Regions from separate parts of the Mus musculus genome. Here region 2 is linked to region 1. A link is a contact called in public promoter capture Hi-C data. All regions are on one chromosome and are shown on one strand. Each heading gives the region's core, a stretch centred on a gene start, on an enhancer-like site or on the middle of the called end of the contact. The rest is flanking DNA. Distances are from core to core; before and after follow the strand shown. Region 1 overlaps Dst (dystonin). Region 2 overlaps Dst (dystonin).

Evidence for each region. Capture Hi-C pulls out chosen DNA fragments and counts their contacts.
Region 2: a promoter capture Hi-C map of adipose tissue shows a contact between it and region 1. The contact joins two enhancer-like sites. A contact is called at or near these places in 1 of 484 Hi-C or Micro-C datasets (nephron progenitors), 1 of 115 datasets of contacts at active chromatin or transcription factors (bone marrow-derived macrophages) and 4 of 9 other capture datasets (adipose tissue, embryonic stem cells, liver and 1 more).

What each region holds. Positions count from the first base shown.
Region 1 is chr1:34,163,168-34,168,938 of GRCm38.p6, reverse strand. Dst (dystonin) reads right to left here. Exons shown (of 103, transcript NM_001276764.1): 17 at 5,468-5,771; 18 at 5,185-5,313; 19 at 4,965-5,042; 20 at 4,702-4,863; 21 at 4,508-4,612; 22 at 3,786-3,881; 23 at 2,634-2,759; 24 at 1,848-1,997; 25 at 1,509-1,663; 26 at 1,202-1,328; 27 at 933-1,116. Gm26788 (predicted gene, 26788) reads left to right here. Exons shown (of 3, transcript NR_165804.1): 3 at 1,844-3,094. Among named protein-coding and RNA genes, the nearest start is that of Gm26788, 12 kb to the left of the region's middle. Within about 2 kb of position 1,313, at least 31 of the 459 cell types and tissues checked have an H3K27ac peak or open chromatin away from gene starts, as enhancers often do. A contact at or near this core is called in adipose tissue, where this site is marked.
Region 2 is chr1:34,233,948-34,239,187 of GRCm38.p6, reverse strand. The region is part of intron 60 of Dst (dystonin); the gene reads right to left. Among named protein-coding and RNA genes, the nearest start is that of Gm26788, 58 kb to the right of the region's middle. Within about 2 kb of position 2,602, at least 239 of the 459 cell types and tissues checked have an H3K27ac peak or open chromatin away from gene starts, as enhancers often do. A contact at or near this core is called in adipose tissue, where this site is marked.

The DNA.
Region 1 (5,771 bases), core at 64-2,563:
TGCCCAAAGGAAGTAATGTATTATTATTCTGTTTAATAATCACAAAAATGTGAATTATATTCTATCAATTAACCATTAAATTAAACCAAAATCTAAAGGGAAAAAGCAGGTAAAAATTTTTTGTTAATTGGGCTGGAGAGATGGCTCAGTGGTTAAGATCACTGACTGCTCTTCCAGAGGTCCTGAGTTCAATTCCCAGCAACCACATGGTGGCTCACAACCATCTGTAATGGGATCTGATGCCCTCTTCTGGTGTATCTGAAGAGAGCAACAGTGCACACACATTCATAAAATAAATAAATAAATCTTTAAAAAAAAGTTACTGTTTTAAGGTTTTAAAAACACAAAATATTACTAATAAAATCACTTGTTTCTAAATAGTATGAGGAGTTAGGGCTAAGATTGATATTAAATAAAATTTAACTAAATGAGGCACTTTGCTTTAAGTGCTGTGTAAAACTTAACATGGGAAAAGAATCAGATCTTTCGTGAGCCTTAAGGACCTCCATTCTGAGTGTTGCTGGGTAAAGCACAGCAAATGTGCTTCACACAGATGAGCTGAGGCTGTCGACTGTCCCACCACTTGGGGGCAATTTTTAGTTACTCCAGTTTTAGAAATTAATGACCTTGTCTGGCATCTTCGTAGCTCAGAAGTTCTGATTGTTATTGGTGGTTCTGGGATTGAACTCAGGGCTTCATGCATGAAGTTATGTGCTCCTGAGTTCCATCTCCTGCACGCACGCACACACACACATACACACACACACACACACACACACACACACACACACATTTTCATACTGTTCAGCAATCTTGCATGCGTGTCCCAGTTGACTGACGTAATACACCCAAGACTGAGATTTCCAAGGGGAGTACGAGAGTCTAGACGAAACCCCCACAAGGAAAAGAAACCCAGCAACCCCATGCCTTACCTCTTTCTGCAGACTTGAGGAGCTCTTGATAATACTTCCTGCACACACTCACTTCCTTTTCTAGTTGACTTATATCCGAGCCTGAGAATATCTGGGATTCCTGGCTATCCTCCAGGAAATCCTCCAAGCGGGACTGGAGATTACTGAGAACCTGCTGGTGCTCGCCAGGCAACATCGTCTTTATCTAAAGAACAGGGATCCTTGGATTAATGGCGTGGCGCCAGGAGCTACATCTGAGTGGGGAGGCTCGTAAATGATGTCACACTCACCGAAGCCACATTACTAGCTCGAATTCTGTCGATTTCATTGACTAGATAGTGCCAGGAGACGACACTCTTCATGTTTATGTGAGACTCATGCCAGAGAGTGAGTACACTCTGATACTGTTGCTCAATTCTGGAATACACACAGGAGAATACAGACTTTAGGCCTTTTTACTCCTTTCTGAAAAGATGCTACAATAGTTATTTCTAAAATGCCCCTGTGTAGTAGCTCCGGAACTTTCCAACCCCGTAGGTCCCTGACACAGTCCTGATGGCTTCTTTAATCTTCAGAAAGGCCCCAAACCATACAAACCTGTTGGCAAAGTCAACTGCTTCTTTGTTTGGTGGGGGAACAGTAAAGCACACAGACGGGACCATGGCCTCGTTCCCAGTAGGACTGATGACCTTCCATTTAGCTCGATGAGAGTTGTTTGCCAAGACACACTCATCGTCTTTGTAAATGGTTATCTGGTTTTAAATGGAAGAAAGGAAAGCTGAGGTCACCATCAATTCATCTTCCTCCACACTCGATCTTTAGAATTATTATATATATAATAATATATATATATCTTATGAGACAGAGAAATGCCTTCTGGCTAGAAAGCGTTATGACGTCATTTAATATCCAGTCTGCTTTGAGAATTACAGGTACCTCAATCTGTCTGTAGTCGCAGATGGCTTTGATGGGGATGGACGTCTTGAGTGGGTTGTCAGGATTCCTCGGCTTCAGCTGCACCACTGTCTTCGCTCGCCCCATCAGCCCTGCCACCACACTCCGGTACTGCAGGAGCTCCTCCTTTTCCTCCTAGGTAGCAAACACGGCGGGACTTGAAAATTAATGATTCAAACTTCCCATCCCACAGGGCCTCACACAAACCATCATCACTGAAGAATGCCCTGACTACTGGGGACACCTTCCACATCTCCCATCCCTCTTGAAGCCCTCTTCCTTCCTTTTTTCTGGTTATTTTGTTTCCGTTACTACTATGTACCAGTCTATGGTTATTTTGTTTCCTTGTTGCTGTTACTACTATGTACCAGTCTATGGTGTTGTTTCCCTTGTGTTACTACTATGTACCAGTCTACGGTTATTTTGTTTCCTTGTTGCTGTTACTACAATGTAACAGTCTACAAGCATTTTGTTTATTTAATGTATGACTGTGTTGCTACCCTTTAATATCTAGGCACCACAAGACAGGGTGATTCCTGCTTGCTTTGTCCATTGTTATATCTCCAGAAATGAAAACTGACCACACACATCACTGCTAAAGCAGTTTAAACATCATCAAAAACTACCCAAGCCAAAGTCTCAGTTGAATGAGTCAGCTGTGTGTCTGAAGTACAAATCTGTATGTAACATAGAACATAGAAACATAGAACAAAACACTAATCTACCCTGTTGTTTGTATGACAAAGCCCAGAGTTTCTGCATCCTTACCATGGACTCCTGGACAAGGTCTTCCAGTTTGTGAATGCTGCTGGACCTGTCACAGCTGTACTTGCGCTGGATGGCATCTTTCAGATTCCTTAGGTAATCAGTGGCTTCTTTGGCATCATTGAAAAACTAAAGAGAGAAAACTTGGCAGCTGTGGTACACTCAATGCCAGTAAAGCGCAGAGCTGTCAAATCTGGTGCCAGGCCCTCTGTGCGCCGCTGACAAGCCAGGACAGAACCAAAGCACAAAGCAACAACAGCAACATCCTTTCTGAAGCTCAAACTAATCTTTAACTTGGGTGGCTACAGATGAATATTAATTATGCAAAATGTACATGTATATTATGCATTATGTTTGGGCTTTATATTATTTTGATCAAAAGTCTGTTTTCCTTTAGGGTTCAATCAATCTTTTAAGTAGGGGTGGAATTTCATACAATATATTAAAATTTCTAAAGGAAAAAATGAAGTCTTTATGTGGTTGACTCTATAGTATATATTTTTCCTTAATATTGAACAAATTTTTAGAGTGATCTTTTTTGTGCAGTATTTGTGTGTGTGCAAATCAGAGGTCAACAACTGGAGGCTTCTTCATTTCTCTCCACCCTGTTTCTTTGAGATAGGCTCTCTCACTGAGCCTATATAATAATTATTATTATCCATTATTATAAAATAATAATAATTTTTATTATTATACTTCTATCCATATTATATTTCTATTTATCATATATAATACATTATACTATATTATATATGTATATTACAAATATATAAACATATTATATTGATTAATTATATTAATAAGTATTATCAAATAACAAGTATAACTAATTATTAATAAATGTCTCATTATTTGTCTAGGCTGGCTGGCCAGCAAGTCTCAGGATCTTCCACTCACTTTATTTTTTCATAAGTATAGTTTCTGGGAAATGAACTCAGTGCAAACACTTTGCCAACTAAAGCCATCATCCAGCCATAGGATTTCTTCCTTAAAGGCCAGAGTTTCCCCTCTAGGATGAGACAGCAGCACTTAGGTCCTGAAAAGAACGTACTGGCTTACTCCCCGTGTGCTCTGCACATTGTTTCTTTGTGGTAGTTCTGCACCTCGGCCCAAACAGCAATGCTGTGTGTTCACGCTGTGACTCTACCGACGTACCTCGAAATAGGCAGAGTTCTCCTGAATGTGCTGCTCCACGCACTGGCACAGCTGTAGGATCCAGCTCCACTGTGTCTGCATGGCCGCTCTGTACGCCTGAGGGAGGAGACACAGTGAAAGCTGGGCAGATCATTGGAATTATTACATTTAATATATAATAATATTTAAAACACTCATCTATTTGAGGGCTTCTTATTTAATGCAGCGTATTTATCTTTCATAAAGAAAAAATACTGTAGAAAGCACATCTAATTCATGAATTGTGAAACCTGTTTATGTAGAAGGTGCAATTCCTGGCCTCCCAGGAGGGGGCGCTCTGTGTGCATTAAGGATGTCTAAAGCCTGATCTAGCGAATGTCACACTGCTCCTGTCCTGTGGTCAGGCACGTGTTCCTACAGATGTACACTTAGCTGCCTCTGGGGATCTAGCAACACATAATATTATTTGCTCCCTCAAACTAAGCTACATTTCTGCTTGTTACACATGGTAAGTACACAGAACACCATCAGATGAATTTACCCACAAGGAGCTCCATGGGTCCTAAAAATAACCTGCTACCTTTATCCTAAGAGATGGTGAAGAGAAGATCAGCATGACTTGTTGGGACAGTTATTTTCGAGCCACACTGTAGTAAGCACTCAGAAGTGTTTTGTTTTGTTTTGAACTAGCGGGCAAGGTTTATGGTTGCTGATGCATCAGCCCACGCCTCGACCTTTCTTACCTCGATGGTCAAGCGGGCTGGGTGGTTTTCCAGAAGCAGCTGCTCTGCGATCTCCTGAACAGCTTTAATGCTCTCCTCCTTCTGCTCCAGCTCCCGCATCAGCTCCTAGCGAGGAAGCATCAGGAAGCGTATCAGAAATACGGCAAGCTCTTCAGGTCCAGCGCTGGCACCTGAGCCAAGCGCAGCCGACTCACCGCGTGGTAGCTTTTCTTCCGGGCGACACTGCTGTTTCTCTCACTCCAATCATAAGCAACTTCCGACTCCTCCTTTTCATTCAACCAGATAAGCTCGTTAGTTGCGCGGGTTACAAAGTTGTGGAGTGTATCGAGATGTCGCTCCTGATTTCTGGATGTATTCTTTTTAAGGAAAACCCATTGTAAGAGTCAGATCCTTTCGCAACAGGCATAAAACAGAACACTTAAAGCAAACAAATTAAAAAGAAAAAGAAAATACTTACCAAGAGTTTAGCGTACTGACTCTCTAATCTGTGCAACTTATCTGTGTAAGAGAGTTTCAGAGGCGCTGTCATCTGAATCTAAAATATGGAAGCAAAGGCATGGGGAGTTAGGGACGCTAAGTTCTGACTAATACTAATTACTGAGTTACAGGGTCTTTAAGTAAAAAGAAAATAGTATCAAAATACAATAAAATATTTAAAAGCACAAAAATTCATATACCTCACTAATTTTAGCTTCCTTAAGGCTGGATTCAAATTCTTCAATGGCTCGGTGAACATTTTTATGGTTTTCTAAATGGCTTTCAACACTTGGCAAATCTGAGCCCCATTCAGTGCGGTCCAGCTGCACCTAAAAGAGTAAAATAATGATTTACAGAAGAAGGAGGAGGAGGAAGAGGAGAAGGAAGAGGAAAAGGAAGAAAAGGAGGAGGAGGAGAAGAAAGAAGAAGAAAGTAGTAGTTGTTGTTTCAAGAATAAGACTGGACAACTGAGATAAACATTACCTGCATCTCATCAACCCAGTTCAAGAGATCTTGAACAAATTTCATATTGACTTCCTCTTCTGTCAAGTTCTGATCCAGCAAAGACGACTTGAGAAGGGGCTTTCGGATCTGCATTAGCTTCAGAGTCTGTAATGAATTTGGCTCTACCCCTAAACTGAAGTTTGGAGCTACAACTGAAGGGAACCCAGGTGCATACACCGGAGTAACTGATGGTGTCAGGCGGGAAGTCATCCCGGACGACAAGCCAGAAGTCACGCTAGAAGACGTCAAGGAAGGGGTTAAACTCTGGGTTAGCCCTGAGTTC
Region 2 (5,240 bases), core at 1,353-3,852, 69 kb before region 1:
GCACTGTTTTAAACCACAGTTTGTGCAAAAACCTGACGTGAACCTAAATTAACAATGGGGGGAGGGCATTCTGAATGACCCTCAACAGCCACTGTCTGCACCACCCCAACAATCCCTAATTCATCTGTTAACCAATGGACTTATTTGATGCTGGCATCTGGCGAGGTGCAATTCAAAGCCCCACGATGAATGTCCGCACTTGACTATTTTTAAAATCATTCTTGACCACTCTGAAATAGAACCACAAGCGGCTGCTAGCACGGTTTTTCAATCCCATTCATTACCTGTACCAACTGAAAGCCGTTGCAGACGGTGTCCGGCGATCCCACCTGGACCCCTGTTTTCCAGGGCCCTGTTTCCTTTTTTACGTGTATGAATTGGTTTGGGCTTTTCTTCTGGGTCACATCTATCTTCTGAGCAGAGAAGGGAGCCTCTAGGTTCCCCTTAGCCACCATGGTGCTTTCTTCTGAATCATACTGTGCCAACAGTATCACATTTTCTAGCAAAACCATGCTATCAAAGTCTCCCTGCTGCTCCCTTATGCGGTCTGTGGTCGGGGGGTGCAAGTCCACAAGGGGCTCCCTACATTCCCTACTGTGTGCTGTGGTTTGGGACTCCCCTTGTCTCAAAGTTTTCTCCTGGTCTTCAGAGCTGGAAATCCACTTGTGTGCCCCGTCTCTGGGCACAACCAATGCCGTGCTCTTCGTACTCTCTCTCAGCGGGTTCTGCACATAACCGCTTTCACCATGGAGTGACCTTTGACCGTTCACACACTTGCCCCCCCTGAGTGGAGAGGCATCCTGCAGAATCATTTGGAAGTTGTCACTGGGGTGGGCACTTCTGCAAGAGAGCAGTGGGATTTTCTGTTCACTGACAGAATCAGCAGGAAAAAATGGCCTATCTTGCTCTGAGGTATGAATGTCTTCAGCAGAGGACAGGCTTCTAATCTGTGGCTGTTCTCCGCTAACAATGCCTGGCTTTTCTTCTTTCTCAGCTGGGGGGCTGCATAAGCCAGAGTCCTCCTCTTCTGAAGTTTGAGAGTTGGTACCCCATCTGCACTTGCTGGCCTTCGCGACAGCATCTGACGCGTCTGAAGGCTCCACAAAAGAACTTTCGCTTTTGTTTGCATAATCCATAATATTGGCAGGGACAAACATCCGCCAGGACCTCCTGTACTCTCTCTTTTCTGCCTGAGACTTGGGCTTGGGCAAACCTGGGCTTCGAATGACGTCACTGTTTAGTTTGAGGGCATCAAAGATCATCTTTTCATCTAGCTTGCTCGTTTCCCGACCTCTCAGCTCAAATATGCTGGAAGAAGAAAGGGCACCATTGGAGCACAGAGAGCTAACGTCCAGTGTCCTGTGGCTGTAGGGTAAAGTCCGGTCTGTGAAATGCCTAGAAGACAGGCTGCCTTTGGACCCGGAGTCTATCTGTTCGTTCAGCCTCACCGTGTCATAGATGGACCTCTGTGGGATGTAACAGTCCTCGATATTCAGGTCCTCCTCCTCCTCTTCGCCTTTCCCTACGCATGGAGGGTTCTGGCGTAAACAGTCTGGTCTGCTGAGTGGTTTCCCCATTTCGCAGACAGTCAAAACAAATATCGCAGCTTTTGACACCGAGAGGAAGGAATTCGGTGAAGCATTTTTCCAAGAAGGTCTATCTGTGAGCAGGGCCGTGACACATCCAGAAAGGGTAAACAGTGAGGCATACTGCCTGCCTGAGGTGCTGCCGGTTAGGAGCAGTGCATCTATGAAAACGAAGCTACCCTTTAACCTGGTTCTAAGAAGTAACGTGCTCCAAGACAGAGCATTCAGCTCCCTCCACCTCCTGAAATTCCGTGAATGCTCCCTTTTAATCAGCCCCAAGCACACACACACAAGCGCACAGCTAACCGTGGCTTCAACGCCCGAGAGACTCTGCTGTGAGTCCGTTTCTCATTGTACTCTAATTTTGCTTGAGGTTTCCAGATTAAAATTTCCAAATGAGCAAGCGGTTCAACAGGCTGGATGTTAACTTCGGCAGAACTCTGGCTGACTGTAATCCACTTAAAGATGTACTGCGAAACTCCATGTCCTTTACAGATAAACAGCTTCTTGTTCAGATCAGAAGGCACAGCATGGTTCTTTGGAGAAAAATAAGTTACGTTTGATGTAAAAAAGTTAAGATTTTTCTCTTAGCTGGGAGGAGGAGCCATACATAAATAAGCTAGATCCAAAAGGCAGTTTTTTTCTTCCCATCTTAAGCTTCTTTGAGGTTATCCAGAATTACCCAAGAGAAAAGAGCCGGGGCATTAAAATCCAGCAACCATTAAAGTAAACAGTCAAAAAGCATGGCTTACTATAACAAGTTTCTCTTTCAAAATAAAAATTTTCCCCCAAGATTCTTATCTGATCTTCCTGAAGAAGGCTTATTCCACCTGAGGCGGCTGCAGCTCAAACTCCGGGCTTCCTCCGAGGCACAGGCAGTTGGCATCCAGCTGAAGCCCCAGCCGCTGCCCTATGGCCGGGCAGGCTGCGGCCGCTCCCGCCGGGGCTCGGGCTGCGTCGGGGCAGCGGGGCCGCGCAGCACACCCAGCCCCGGCGGCATCGATCTGATCCGCTCCGCTCCGCCCTCCCGTGACTTAACTTCACAGTCATCCTGCCCAACTCGGCCTCTTCCCCAGCCCAGGGCGGTTCCAGGGGGAGGAACCTCGAGGCTGTAAAGCAACAGCTTGGTGACATCAGCGCGGAGCAGGCTGGGGTCTGCATCTGGGAGAGGGCAGCTGGGTTCAGATATCCCAGAGGGATCCGAGGGGCAGCGCAGCGGCAGCAGAACCTGACACTGGGCAGCGCAGGAACAGCCATTCCCACCACTGGCTCAGACTGCTAACTCAAAGTGGAGGATGTGGGGGTGGGGGTGGCCAGGTCCCTGTCCTTCAGCTGGAACCACTCTCCTGCCATCACCAATCAGTTTAAGCAGGGCCAACAGGCTCACTTTGAAGTTGAGCGTTTTATCATTTCTCTTTAAAGGCCAATTTCAAAACTGACTGGTCTGCACATTAAAGGACCCCCACGGGTACCTCGCCCCAACACTGCTGACATGAATATTTGTAGTTACTAATATTCACGCAGACCTCTTGAGATTAATGCAAGGCCCAGGCAAGCAGAACGCCTCGAAACAGACTGGTTATTTAATAAAGTCACAGATACTGATTTTTATCTGCTCAACAAATGTTCTTATAAAAACAGTTTTTTTTTTTTTTTTAAAGTTCAGCGAGCCAAACCTTAGCCTTTTTTGGCAGAAATGACAAGAATTATTTAATAAACCCTATCCATTCTTTTATGAAATAAAGCAACACTGCCAGAAAAATAGGTAATTACAGAGGCAGTCAGACTTTAAAAAAAAAAACAACTCATAATCATTCATGAACAAAATGTGGCTGGCCTGACCCTCCGGCGAAGAAAGTAGCTGTGGGGTAATTTTACAAAAAATGTCGTGGGAGAACTTCTGTACCTTAAGCATTCCGAAGTTATTTTATAAACCTGTAAGCTGAAGTAAGCTACATTCACAGCCAGAACTCACATTCAGTGATTACTACACACAGCTCAGCGTGGGCTCACCGTTAAGTTGAAAAGTACATGTCTACAGACATTCACAGAGAAAAATTAGTTATAGAATACCCACCAACATCGCGACCCTGACGTCCACCGTCATGGTCCAGAACTGAAATGTTTCAACAGGCACACGAGTCTGTGATGCTCAGGTGTGCGAGCACACACAGAATGTGCCCCAGCTACCACGTCACCACAGGACTGACTCTGAGGCTGGGAGGAGGTAGAGATCAAGGGTCCTATTTTCACACTCCCACTACCTTAGAAACACAGAATGCCACCTACCCAAAGTAATAGTGGTAAAGTTTCCAGGAAATCTGGGGGGGAGGGGGTACCTTTCTCCAGACAGTTTAAGGTCCTTACACAATGATTCATAAAGAGTGGCCCTAACTCGGCCGTCTTTAGACTGAATAATTAGCACAGTATTATCCCAGTCTTATGAAAGGCCGAGCGGAACATGTAAACTTAGCTCCAGATAGGCAGTGCATTTTGAAAAAAAATTCATAGATAATTCATTACTAAACTCCAGCATTCAAAGTGAGAGCCGGGGAGGGGGGGAAATGACATCACATCATCACTGTACTCACCCCATCTTAGAGTGTAATGGGAAATAAAGACAATAAAATGGGCCCTTTGCAGCTTGGAAGCAGGAAGCACCACGGGAAAATGTGTGCTAGCTAGCTGATTACGTGTAAATGTGAACTCTTAGCATCTTTGTGATTTCAGCTTACTGTATTCTGGTCTGAGTTAATGACTGTATTATTTGTAGTATGTTGAGATGTCTAAGCAATGATGCACATAACTGTGTTGCTTGTGACCACAGGGAAAGCTACACCTAGATTTAACATAAAAAGTCAAGTTTGTGAACAAAAGTTGACCCAACTTTCACCTCATATTTGTTCTATGTTCTACTCCCACTGCTGGAGAAAGCAGGACAAACTACGATGTTTTAAACACTAATCATGAATGGTGAGAGCACACACACATTTTTCAGGATAGAAAAATTCAGTTGGCAAGAGGGTTTTCCTAAGAGCTGCCACCACCACTGACAGCTCACACATAAAGCCACAGTGCTATTTTCCACATGCAGCCTCACCCCCGCCATGTCTACTGATGATCTAGCTGAAGGCCCTACTGTCCACTCAGACAGGACGGACTGCCACCAGAGCTAACTCAACAACAGCAACTGCAGTCACTTCATACTTCTCAAGTAATGTCCTCTTAAAGGAACATTCTAGCAAGTAATCTTATTATCGAGGGCAACAAATCACTTTGTGGAAGAAATAAAAAGCTAACCTTATAAAACTTAAACATGGAAATTTTAGACCTGAAAAGCTAGACATATTATGTCCACTACACCACTGAGTGGAGAAAATGTAAATACATGTTATATTGTCTGTAAAAGCGGACCACATCATCACTTGGCCCAACAGCTCCTGAAAGCTGGTTAAGAAACGTAACGAGAAATCGGAGTTTTGTGCTGAGGTGATAAAGCAGCCTTCCCTCAAAGGTCAATGATTCTTACAGTTCTTTCTAAGGCAGACAGGCCTTTAGCTAAAGAAAACTGGGGCTGCCCCACAGTTTCTAAGCTGATAACCATCCCACAAAAGATTGCAGCCTTTGAGCATCACTGCCTGGGGATGCAGTAGC